2 separate regions of the Mus musculus genome follow, and region 2 is linked to region 1. A link is a contact called in public promoter capture Hi-C data. All regions are on one chromosome and are shown on one strand. Each heading gives the region's core, a stretch centred on a gene start, on an enhancer-like site or on the middle of the called end of the contact. The rest is flanking DNA. Distances are from core to core; before and after follow the strand shown.

What was found. Promoter capture Hi-C pulls out the DNA fragments that hold promoters and counts their contacts.
Region 2: a contact with region 1 is called in a promoter capture Hi-C map of hippocampal neurons, with 5 times the contacts expected there. The contact joins the enhancer-like site here to the promoter of Adcyap1r1 in region 1. A contact is called at or near these places in 12 of 39 promoter capture datasets (the 3T3-L1 cell line, 3T3-L1-derived adipocytes, the SN4741 cell line and 8 more), 1 of 484 Hi-C or Micro-C datasets (embryonic stem cells) and 1 of 115 datasets of contacts at active chromatin or transcription factors (embryonic stem cells).

The regions. Positions count from the first base shown.
Region 1 is chr6:55,450,219-55,455,816 of GRCm38.p6, forward strand. It overlaps Adcyap1r1 (adenylate cyclase activating polypeptide 1 receptor 1), which reads left to right and starts at 1,760. Exons shown (of 17, transcript NM_007407.4): 1 at 1,760-2,150.
Region 2 is chr6:55,805,637-55,811,365 of GRCm38.p6, forward strand. It overlaps a transcript of Itprid1 not described here. Among named protein-coding and RNA genes, the nearest start is that of Gm38820, 3.6 kb to the left of the region's middle. Within about 2 kb of position 3,150, at least 4 of the 459 cell types and tissues checked have an H3K27ac peak or open chromatin away from gene starts, as enhancers often do. A contact at or near this core is called in hippocampal neurons, where this site is marked.

The DNA.
Region 1 (5,598 bases), core at 510-3,009:
CCATGACTGTCTTTCTCATATTCCATGATGTGCACCTGCTAACACACAACAGAAAGCAGGGCTCTGGTTCCCAGACACAGACATGAAGAACCAGCAGTATGTAATGAGCCAGGAACTGGATGCACAAACTCAAAGCGTCAGGATTCCCGTAGTGGAGTGATCTGATCTACTGTGGGTAAGTGATTGCATCTCCCCCTCCCTGGCAGCCCCTAGTGCCAATGTCCCATGTTTCATGTTCCACTTCCTATGTGGAGGCTATCAACAGCCCTGCCTCCCCTTGAATGTCTCGCAGTTTGCAGAGTACTTTCACAGGTGACATCTCATTTGATCCGTCCTACATCAAGGCTGGAGGCCAAGTAGAGAAGCTGACCTCCAGTTTGGGAAAACAGACCAGAGAGAGATGCAGTGCGTTCTAGAGCTGCTCCTGATTGACTGCTGACTTCTGCCCAGCGTCTAGCTGTACTCTCCCTAGAGGGGGTCCTGACCACTCTTAAGAGAGAAGACATATTCTCCACTGCTCTTCCTTTGGAACATGGCCTGAAAGAACACAAGCGAGTGCCAGCTGTCTACGAGGTGACCAGTGCTTCCTGGACTAAGTGGGGAATCATAAACTTGCTGTCTGTATATAGGACACTCCATACATCTTTCTGGAGCATCAGGTTGCTTCCTATTCTTAGCCTTTCTGTTTTCATTGTGAAGTCGGATGTAAAATGATCATGTAGGTCTTACCAGTTAGGGTTCTGTGTGGCTCCCATTCATGGGTCTTCTCCATCTCCTTGTCCTTTTGTTTTCAGCTAGACTGACCTTGCTAACAAAAGGCTCAAGTTCTTTCTCCTTCCCTCTTCTTCCTTGAAGGTTCTTCAGAAGGACACACATCAAGGGTGGCTCAGAACTTGCCTGAACAGGCAATGACAGAAGCCAGTTGAGACTAAGTGATGGGGATACAAAGAACTCAGGATGCTGTGACTGGACACAGTTATGCCAAACTGGAGGTGGCAGGATATTGGCACTGTGACCTTATTTGACTGAGTTCTGCTCATTAAGCTCCTGCTTATCAAATTGTACCAGAAGAAGGGTGAGTACACCATATCACCAACAACAATAGTAATTTGTTTAGCATCAGTGAATATATGAGCCTAGTACAAGTTTGCTACTGGCACACAGACTGTTCCTACACAATGTTGTTCTTCTCATGAGCCCAGAAATAGAAACGATGTGGTGCAGGTGAAGAAGTGGAGGCTCAGAAACATCAGGCCGCACACCCAAACTCCCAGAGCTGGCAGGGCAGTCTCATTTATTTTTAACAGACTTCCCGTAAGCACCTCTACTCCTTTTCTGGCTATAGAGGTGTTCTCTGGGGTGTCACATTCGAGGACATCTAGATAGGCACCTGCAATTCATCCCTTCTAGACCCCTGACTGTGAGCAGAGGAGGGCCCAAAGAGGGCCAGGGACTTGCTCAGGTGGCAGGTTGCCAGAGGAGGCTTGGAACACAGAGAAGAGAGGGAGAGGGCTTTCTCTAGTGGATGTTTTGCTGTTGGACAGAAAGGTGGTGAGCCCTGAGGAAGGCACAACTCAGCCCGGAAGCTCTGCGACAGAACTGGGAAAGGGGGGCTGTTACCTCCGCCTCCGCGCCCTGGGTCCCTGCTGCAGCTCTGGCTTGTGTCAGCGCGGTGGTCCTCATCCAGCTCCCCATCTCTGCCCCCGGCCTAACCCCGCCCCCCGGGCTCTCATTGGCCTGCACCCCACCCCCCGCCTGCGAGGTCTGCCGGGGAGGCGGTGGTCTATCGCCTCCCTCGGCCCCGGGCCTGGCTGCGCAGCAGAGGCGGCGCCTCTCCCGCAGGACAGAGCCGGTCGAGTGGCACAGGGTGGGCTAAAGGAGACGAGGGACGCCTCGCTCCGATTCCCGACTGCGACTGGCTGCGACTTTGGAGCAGCGCGGTCCCTTGTGCAGTACGCACACACCGCGGCGCAGGGACACACAGACTTGGCTGCTCGCGGCCACACGCACCGAGAGACCAGGCTCGGCGCGCGCTCCGCGGCGCACACGCTCCAGCCAGTGCGGCTCTGGGCGCGGATTCGCGGGTTGCGCGTCCTCCTGCACCTTCAGCCCCTGCGCCCAGCAGTCCCGACCAGCCCCGAGGCCATCAGGTAAGGACCACTCCTGGCCTGTCCTTCTGCTCCGCACTCGCCCAGCGCCAGACCCTTTTCCAGCGGGGCCCTTGGACCCCTCCTTCAGCCCAGAGGTCTCCAGGAGCCGCGTGCTCTGCCAAACCCAAAGCCAGCGAGGGCCAACGCGGGGCACAGAGTCGGAGCCCATCCTCTCCCGCCGCCGCGGGCTGCCTACGCTTCTCTCTGCTCCATCCAAGTGTCGGACCGTGGCTTGGAGCACATTATTGTAGACCATTCAGTGAGTATCGGCCTAGCTGTCTCAGCCTTTTCTGGTGCCAGAAAGAGGCATTCAGGGGCACGAATGACACTACGGCCAGAGATCCCCCAGAGCTCGATCTCCCTGTCTCCAGGTCGGACCAAAGCGCCTACGTGGATTTGGAAAGAAATGCTGGAGGGTCTCTTGGGAACTCGGTTCTACAGTCTGCAGGGCGTTTGAGGGATGAGCTGCGGAGATAAGATAGGGATCAATTTAGTTTGTGCCCCCAATAGAGATAAGCTTTAGCATTGTTTTTAAAAGGATAGCCCTACGGCTATAGGACTATCCTAAGGATAGTCTTTCCCCGGGGCTCGGGGAGAGGTTGACCAAGAGACGCTTGGGGGTTGGTGGTCTAACAAGGAAACGCCCTGCAGGGCCTGTGGGGGAAAATCGCTGTGGGAGTGGGGTTGCTGTAGTGGGCCCCTCCGAGACCCCTGATGTTTGTTTTAAAGGCCCAGGCTCTGCAGTAGCTAGCTGACTACTGGGAGCAGGATCATATTGTCAGCAAGAGCAAGGGACCAGGCACCAGTTCGTGGAACTAGATCTTCAGGAGCAAACACGCAGGAAGGGGATGGCGATGGCATTTCCCTCGCTGCTAGGGAGTGGAGCTTCAGTTCTAGGAACCCAGAGCCTTCTGGACCACCTTGGCATGAGAGGGGGTCTGGCTAATTCCTCAGTCCATTTCAGGGCTGCTGTGACTACTTTTCTTTACTTCAGGCTGTATGTCCCATAATTCCCTCATGGCCTAAAGAGAGAGAAATAGGCATCTGTTTGGATTTTTTTTTCCCTGTGGCAGCTCAGGTGCATTCCTGTGAGGGTATGTAGGAATTTAGAGCCCATACAGAGGACGTGGAAGGCAGTCTGCCCCCAGACTGCAGTTGGACTGAGGCAGACCATTCGGAAGGTCAAGCTGCAGGCTGGAGGGTGGCTGTGGGTTTGGGACAAGGGTTACTTGTACTGTGATGAGGCCTTTTGGAGCCCAGGGATAGCAGGTAGCTCTTTGCTCAGAAGGCCTTGAGATGCATCTGATATGGTGGCAGGTAAGGCTGGAGGAGCCCCCATTCCCAAGTGCAGGCCTAGGACTCCTGCTCCTCATTGACCTTGGAAAGAACAGGCAAAGGCCCCAGTCTGGACACAAGCCAAACTCTGAACACACAAATTAAAGACAGGACATGCTGGAGCCGGCCTTGAGCCAGATCTTCTGACCAATCCATCAACAAGTGTGTGTGGTGTGACCAGGAGTCAGATGTGGTCCCTCCTACTTTCTGCCATCAGTAGTGGTTCATGGGTGGTGGTGCATCTGTGCTGAGATCCCCAAGGGTCTGTCTGTCTGTCTGTCTCTGTGTATCGAGGAAACATGTCTGTGGTGAGCCTGGAGGAGGACCTTTTCCTGTACTCCCAAGACTGAGCCAGGCTAAAGCTCGCATTCACATCCTGTTTTGTGTGTGTGTGTGTGTGTGTGTGTGTGTGTGTGTGTGTGTGTGTGTGTGTGTGTGTGTTTCAGGCTCGTGGGGGGCTGATTGGGGAAGCACTTTGGAGCTCTTGTTTTCTCACATGGTCACCTCTCTGTCATGCTCCTACTTCTGGACACTCCTTTCTTCCATTTGTATTGAATGGTGACATGGACTCAGTGGATATTTATAGATCAGCACCCAGGTGGGAGTCTAGAAAGGACAGTAGCTAGGGCCACAAGGCGGTTTTCTCACTGAGGAGGTGGTCTGGCAGGGATGCGTTCTGTTCATCGTTCAGGATTGTTGACCAAATGGCAGAACCCAGGGTGCCCAGTGCAGAGGTTTGCCTAGGATCAGGAGTGTCATGCTCACCTGAGAGTCACTGGCTTTGGAGCTGACCCTGAGGTGACTGAAGGGCCTGAGGATATGTGTGAGGAGAGCTGTGATGCCCCAGGCAGGAGAGGTGGGGGCTTTTTTACCCCCAGAAGGCAGAGAGGCCTCAGAAGCTTCCAGCCACCTCTGACTAAAAGGAGCTGGGCTTGTACGTCTGAATGGATTGGCCCTCACGCTCCAGCTGCCTGGGAACATGGAGGCAGGAAAACCCTTCGCTGTGATGTGTTTGTACTGAGCTCTGGATGCCGTCAGAAGCACACAATAATACCCACCCCCACACTGACACACAGAGGAGTGACACACAGCTGGGAAGGCATGTACGCGTCCCTTGATACCTGCCTGGGCGCCGGGATGAGAGAGGGAAGTAGGCAGCAACAGAAAGACATTCTCACGAAAGGTCTGGGAACATTTGGTCACAAAGCCAGCCTTAATGAAGGTTCAGGTGTGTGTGTGTGTGTGTGTGTGTGTGTGTGTGTGTGTGTGTGTATACACTGTGTTGCAGGAGCCTAGAACATGGGATGTGACTCCCCCCTCACCCTCCCGTGAATCTAGTTAGTATTTTAGACTCTGTGGGCATTGCACTTGACTATAATGACTTTGTCCTGCACAGAGGATATATGAACAGAAACTAAACTTGACTATGTTTTAACAAACATTGCAGACACCCAATATTTTGATTTCATGCAATTCATTATTCAGGCAATTCCTTTTTTAAAAAAAATTCCTGGCTACTTAAAAAATGCATTGATTAGAATCTGTACTTGACTTTCTGGCTGTTCAAAAATTAGGAACAAAGTGAATCTGAGCAGCCAGGAAGATTTGCTAGCCCCTGGGATGGAAGGTTAGAGGTGAGAGGGTCTAAAAGGTTGAAGAGAAAGGATGTCTGATCTGAGGGCTCAAGATGCCTGAGCACAAGCTGTTCCACTTGGTCTCCAAGAGGCATCTGTCTGTCAGTCCTGGGGGAAGTCTCCACTGTACTCAGGGGATGCCCCCACCCTTGCAGTGTAGCTGGAGCCAGCACACCTTAAATACCTCTGATGTTGTCTTAGCATGCTAATTCGTTCTTGAACCCCTTCTCCTGTTCCTCTTAAGAGGGAGAAGGCAACCCTAAATCTCACCTTGGGTCTCACAGTAAACTTGGCAAGACCTCAACAGCCTTGTTCAGGGCTGGGGGCCAGAGGGTAGAGCGAGTAAGTGCACTGGTGGGCTTCCAGGAGGTGGTGTTCCAAGGCTGGGGTGGTCTCTCTCCTCCCTGCTCTCCTTGAATTCTGAGTAGTACCTGGCTTCCTCAACCTTCTCTCTGGCAGATGGGCATGTAGCGTACTGG
Region 2 (5,729 bases), core at 1,900-4,399, 360 kb after region 1:
GATGCCATTCCAGAACATTCTCATTTTCCTCTTGGCATAGAGCTTACTCTGAGGATCCCCATTATCTGGGACAGCAGCAACCATCAGTATCTGCCCTGCTTGGCCTCTACTGTCAGGGACCTGTTCTGTTCAAGTAATGATGATAAACTCACTCAACAAGTTCCAGAGGCTGTAAATAATGGACCCAGTGGCCCTTCTTCAGATGACAGTGAACCGAAGCAGCACTTTCGAGTCTCCTTTACAAGAAACAAGGGGTGTCACAGGATGACTGATGAAGATAATTTGGACCAATGACCAAAGGTCACTATGCTATTATCTAGCAGTGCCAGCCTCAATGTCTGTCTTAAAGCCATGCTAAACAGTACATCAGACCAGACTTAGAAGGTTTTCTCAGCGTGGCTTGTCCATTCAAAGCTTCCCACAGAAAGAGCCTTAATGGACAGATTCTTCTGGTATCACAGGAGCCTGGAAGAGACCATAGAAACCAACCCTTCAATACCTGTTTCTCTAGCAATCAAGGCAAAGATGCTGTCTGCTTAGCAGATGAGGGTAAGCCTCTGGAGTGGGGTTTGTATCAGGAGTTTGATCTTGCAGGCTCTGAGTTTTAAGTTTCTTATCTATAAGATATAAATCTATGCCACCCAATTTATTATAGAAATTAACTAGATATTTCATCTGAATTGTCAATACAGTATTGGGTAGACAGTAGGTGCTCAATGTTTCCCCCACTTTTCCTTTTAAGTAAACAGCCTCAAGTCACTCTCCAGGAAAATGGCAGAGGCAGGTGTTCCTTTGGCTAGTCCAGGAATTCTTCTATGGATTTCTTCCTACCCATCCTGCATCTTCTTCAAGGCACGATGGAAAGAACTTCCCATCCTCAGATGGCTATCTTGTGACTCACCTTTCATGACAAACATCCCTGCAGAATTAATTTGAAGTGTCACTAGGTGAGGTAGTGGTGGATGTGAGTGATATTTTTTATAGTGTTACAATAATTTATCATCTTCCCTCCAGCAGCTCTACTCTGGCTGGCAGCTCTAAAAACCCCACAGTCGACAAGAGAGCAGTGAACAGAAATATTTTCAAGAGCAGATGGGACATACCTTCAAAACGCAGGATTGTCCCACTGAAACTGGGACATCTGGCAACCCTAAAAAAGCCCAAACTAGATGAAATAAAAATTATGAGATGGAGGAACAGAAAAATATGTCTTTGCATTGATTAACAGAGAATGTAATTAATCTCCTCCAACTCCCTTCTCAGTCCTGCAGTGTAAAGCAAGGAGAACTTGCAGCCTTACTGGGTCCCCCTGTGACAATTCTTACGTGATAATTTCAAAGTAGTATGAGTCTTGAAACTTCATAGTAGTGCCTCCCTTCCTACTGCTGGCACTGTCCAGGGAGCAATGGAATCCACACCTCAAACTTCTTCAGCACAAAAATTATTAGCCTGGGCAACAGTGATGGGGAGGGACTTCAGGTGGTTAGAACCGGGCCAAAGCTTGAAGTTTTATTGGGAAATTAGAAGGAGAACTCTTTCTTGCTTTGTTAGATGGCTTTTATTCCTGATTTCTTCCTTAGTCTGTTCTTCACTTCTGTCCTCTGCTAGGGATTGAACCTGGGGCCCTCATAAGCCACGTGGCAGGCCTGAGAACAAGAGAACAGTGTCAATCAATAAACTTGTTTTGCTAAATCTCCAAGGAAGATTTATTGGAGAAACTGGCTCTGTCCATCTCCAGCCATGGCCCACTGCCTAACTGTTCCTGTATGTGTGTTGCATCTAGCCAGAGCTGTCTGTCACTCTATCTACAACACCCTTTCCACTCTCCCAGCACTCAGGCACCACCCAATGCTTGTTCTTGTGTTACCTCACAGCTCTTGGTCCTCCAGCTTTAGCCATTTATTTACACTCACCTCCCGTGTCTCCACCATTACTTTCCATGTTCCAGGTTGCACTGTGACCCTGTGTAATGTGGTAGCGCTTCTTAGTGGGGAAGAACAAGGGGTCAGTCAGCTCTGGAGACTGAGAATCAGTTTTGCTCTATACTAGCTCTGTGATGTGTGCTCATTTGGTAAAGTGTACTCAGCTTCTCCATGTGGGAAGAAGGAGAGTCATTGTTCCACAGGATCCCTGTGAAAACTATTTGAAAAATAAACATAATTAAGCAACTATGCTACTAACATCACAGTGAGCGCCGTGATAGGAAACATGATACTCGTTTGTATTAATATTATGATTACTCGTGTTTTTACTAATATTATTGCTGTGGATTAACTTCTAGGCCATACAGATCCAGAGACCTGTCAATTTAGTAGGAAATAGTCATCAGTGAAGGTGCCAGGCTTCAGTGCCAGACTCTGCCTAGCAATGGGATTCAGGATGGTCACTGCCACAAGGGCAACTGAGCTGAGAAGAGGCCTGTGCATCAGGCTGATCAAGGATTCCATTGCAAGAGGGATTTGCAGACTTAGACCCAAATGTGACGTTGTTAGAAGATTAGAAAGGACATCAAGGACCAAATCTCCGTCCTTCCCAGGCATAGAAGTAGAAGGGAGAGAGCCTGCTATGCTTGGGTGCTTAGCCTTTTTCCTATCAACTTAAGTGTGTATTATTGGAAGATCGTGGTGGTGTGTGTTTGGAACAATGGTGAAAGGTGATGGGAGTGAACTCTCTCTTTGGCCCACTGGCTGTTCATTTGGTCCAAATTTTAAATACAAATCCTGCTGGTTATGCTCACTATGATGCTCAAGCATCCTTGATATCTGATCAAAACTCTCATGCACCAACTTCACTAGCTTACCTTCCTGCCCTGTTGTGCACAGCTATCACATCAAATCTGTTTAGCCACGGCTCCCCTTCCCCCTGATGCTTCTACTTAGTAACTTTCCCTACTCTGCTCCTTGCCTACCACTCTCCATTGTCCTAGATGCATCCAGATAACAAGCTCTTCTCCATGCCATGGCGGCTCCTTCCTACATAGCCTGTAATGCCCCACCCTGAAAAACAACTTTCATAATGACTTCAGCATCTACATACAATCTTTTCTCTTTAATGTCAGTCAAAAAATTGTGAATACGAGCTGGAAGGGCTAGGGCTGGATCTCAGACAGAGGGGGGACAGAGAGGGAGCTATGGGGCCAGAAATGTGAGACTCAAGACTTGGCAGGACTTAGTGACAGATTGGTTGAAGGAAGAACGGGTGAGGGAAAGATTGGAAGTGATTGATTCTTGATTTTTAGCCTGTGAAGCCAGACAGATGGTGGTTATATAAGCGAAGTTTGAAAATGGAGATAAGGGGAATTTTCTGGATCCCTGGAATACATGTGGAAATACCTGAGAAGTGGCTGAGAGGAATGTGTGGGTGCATTGCTCAAAGGAAAAGTCCTCAGTTGGGGCTAAAGGATGGGGGAGCTTTATCAACCTGTGTAGCTAACAGAAGTGATAGCAGTTGAGAACACCAGGCAAAGAGGCCACAATTAAAAACCATGAAGAATATAAATAATTGAATCTGCAGATCCCTCTCCCCGTTGTCTGTGTAAACTCTTCCTTCACTGACCAGAGTTGTAGCTTCCTTGTTTCATTCTTTGCACGGAGTAGGAGTAAGGTTGCCCATCCTGGCTCAAAGAATCTATAAATGTGCTGCCCAGAGGATGTAGCTCAATGCTAGAGCACTTGTCCAGTATGTGCAAAGCCCTAGGTTTGATTCCCTAATATCACCATGGAAATAAATAAGTAAGTAAATAAAATGGTTCTTAAAAGGAAGTCATCTGTAACTCTCCCAAGGACCCTAGCAGAATCAATTTTATTGCAGTATCGTGAATTAACAGACCTTTGGCTTAGGGCTCCCAAAGTATTCCTGATAAGATTCCAGCCCTTTGGCTCTGATATGCACAGGGACGGGATTCTTGCTTTTGTGTCCAGCATATTATGGACGGGAATGAAAGACATCTGTCACCTGCAGAGGTTCAAGCCTGCTCAATTAGGACAAAGTCAGTAGGATGGAATGGCATAATATAATGCACTTAAATGCTTATTGCCCTTCCTGGCCACAGGCAAGCTTATTTTATGTGAAGAGGGTCTTTGAGCTTTATACACAAGGCATAGACACACAGGTCGTGAGCACTGTGAGATTTACGTATGAACTGTAATTTCCTGGGATGGGAGGAATTGCTATGCATAGGCTTGACTTTACACCCATGGTCACCAACAATTCAGTGTCCTATAAAGAAGAGCACCTAGGTTGAGTTTACCAGAAAATGGGCTCTGGAGAAGAGAAGGCATCCAAGGATATTGTAGTTTGCATGTTTGTGAGGCAGACCGGAGCAACTGTGTAGAATAGAAACCTCCCAAGAAGGGCGGAACATCCAGAGACCTGTGACCACTTGTTTTGGTTTCATACCAAGATTTACCTTTCCCTGATAAACTACCAGAAGAGGAGGAGGTGAATCTTCTGGTCATTCTAGTCTGTCTATTTACTTGAGCATCTTTAACATCTATAGCTGTGTTTGGTGTACGGTGAGGGGTGGACAGGTACTCATTGATTGAATATCCCCTCTAAAAGTTTGGGCGTAGTCCCTGACACAGAGCAGGGTGGGATCTGATGCTCAACTTTCCTTCTGCCTTCCAGAAAGACATGCTCTAAGGTCCGTGTTCTAAGTATGCATTCATTTCCTCTTTCCTCCTGTGCACACTGAGGGTCCCTACTTCTCTCAGAGGATCTCAAGAAAACGGATTTTCTGTGTTTTTATTTTTTTCTGCTTCTAATCACATCCTCCACCTTCTGTTCCATCCTTCAGCACTCTGCATTCTGCTTGACAATAGCACCTTACAATCTTTATTTTGATAGACCAACTGCTACTCTCTTTCAGCTATTAGATGCTCTAAGATCTAGGGATGTTAGATCAAAGTGGTTCTACAGCTGTGTCCGTGAAAGGTCTTCCAGCCAGTCTTCAGGAGAAGATAATGACATGAGCACCACGTTATCATTCCAGAATTGTCGATACAACCATGGGTTGTCTAGGTTGGAGTATGAAAATCTGTGGTAAGAACAGTCTTGTTTAAGAGACCTGGCTTTAGCACTGCCACTAATCACATCCTGTGACATGGGTAAATTAAAGTTCTGTAGCTCTCTGAGCCTCAAGTTCACTTCTGCAAAATGAGAATAATTAGAATGACAATCTCTTGCATATTCTGTTTTAAAGACTTATTGAAGGAATCAAATGCATAATAAGCTTAGAAATTTGCAAGGTTTCCTATGATATGAGGACTCTTTCTTTTTTCACTACTACAAGTGGTCGATAATAAAGCGAGTGCCACAAAGATGCCTGAAGATGGAGTAATAGTACTCACCGTCTATTCATTTAAACTCTAAGTTAATATTTTCTAAGACAGATTAGGTATACTTAAACTGTGCTCCATAAACTTTTAATCAGACATGCCAAATGTCTTACGGTCCAGTTTGGCAGGAGTAACTCGTTGCCTTAGTCATTACTTCCATAAACAACACATTGAGGGCTTAAATCACCACCACGGAGAGAAAGGCTATTTGCCAAGCATCCTTTGGTCCATGAGCCTCACCAATTGACAGTTATCTGAATGAGTATAAGGAGAGGCAGTTGGATCCAAGACATCTGAACTGACTCCTGCCAAGTGGCAGGAACAATTTTAGTGCTGCTGAGAACCTGACTGCAGTTGCCGCCTCCTCCGCCTTCTTCCTTCCTCCTGTCCTTG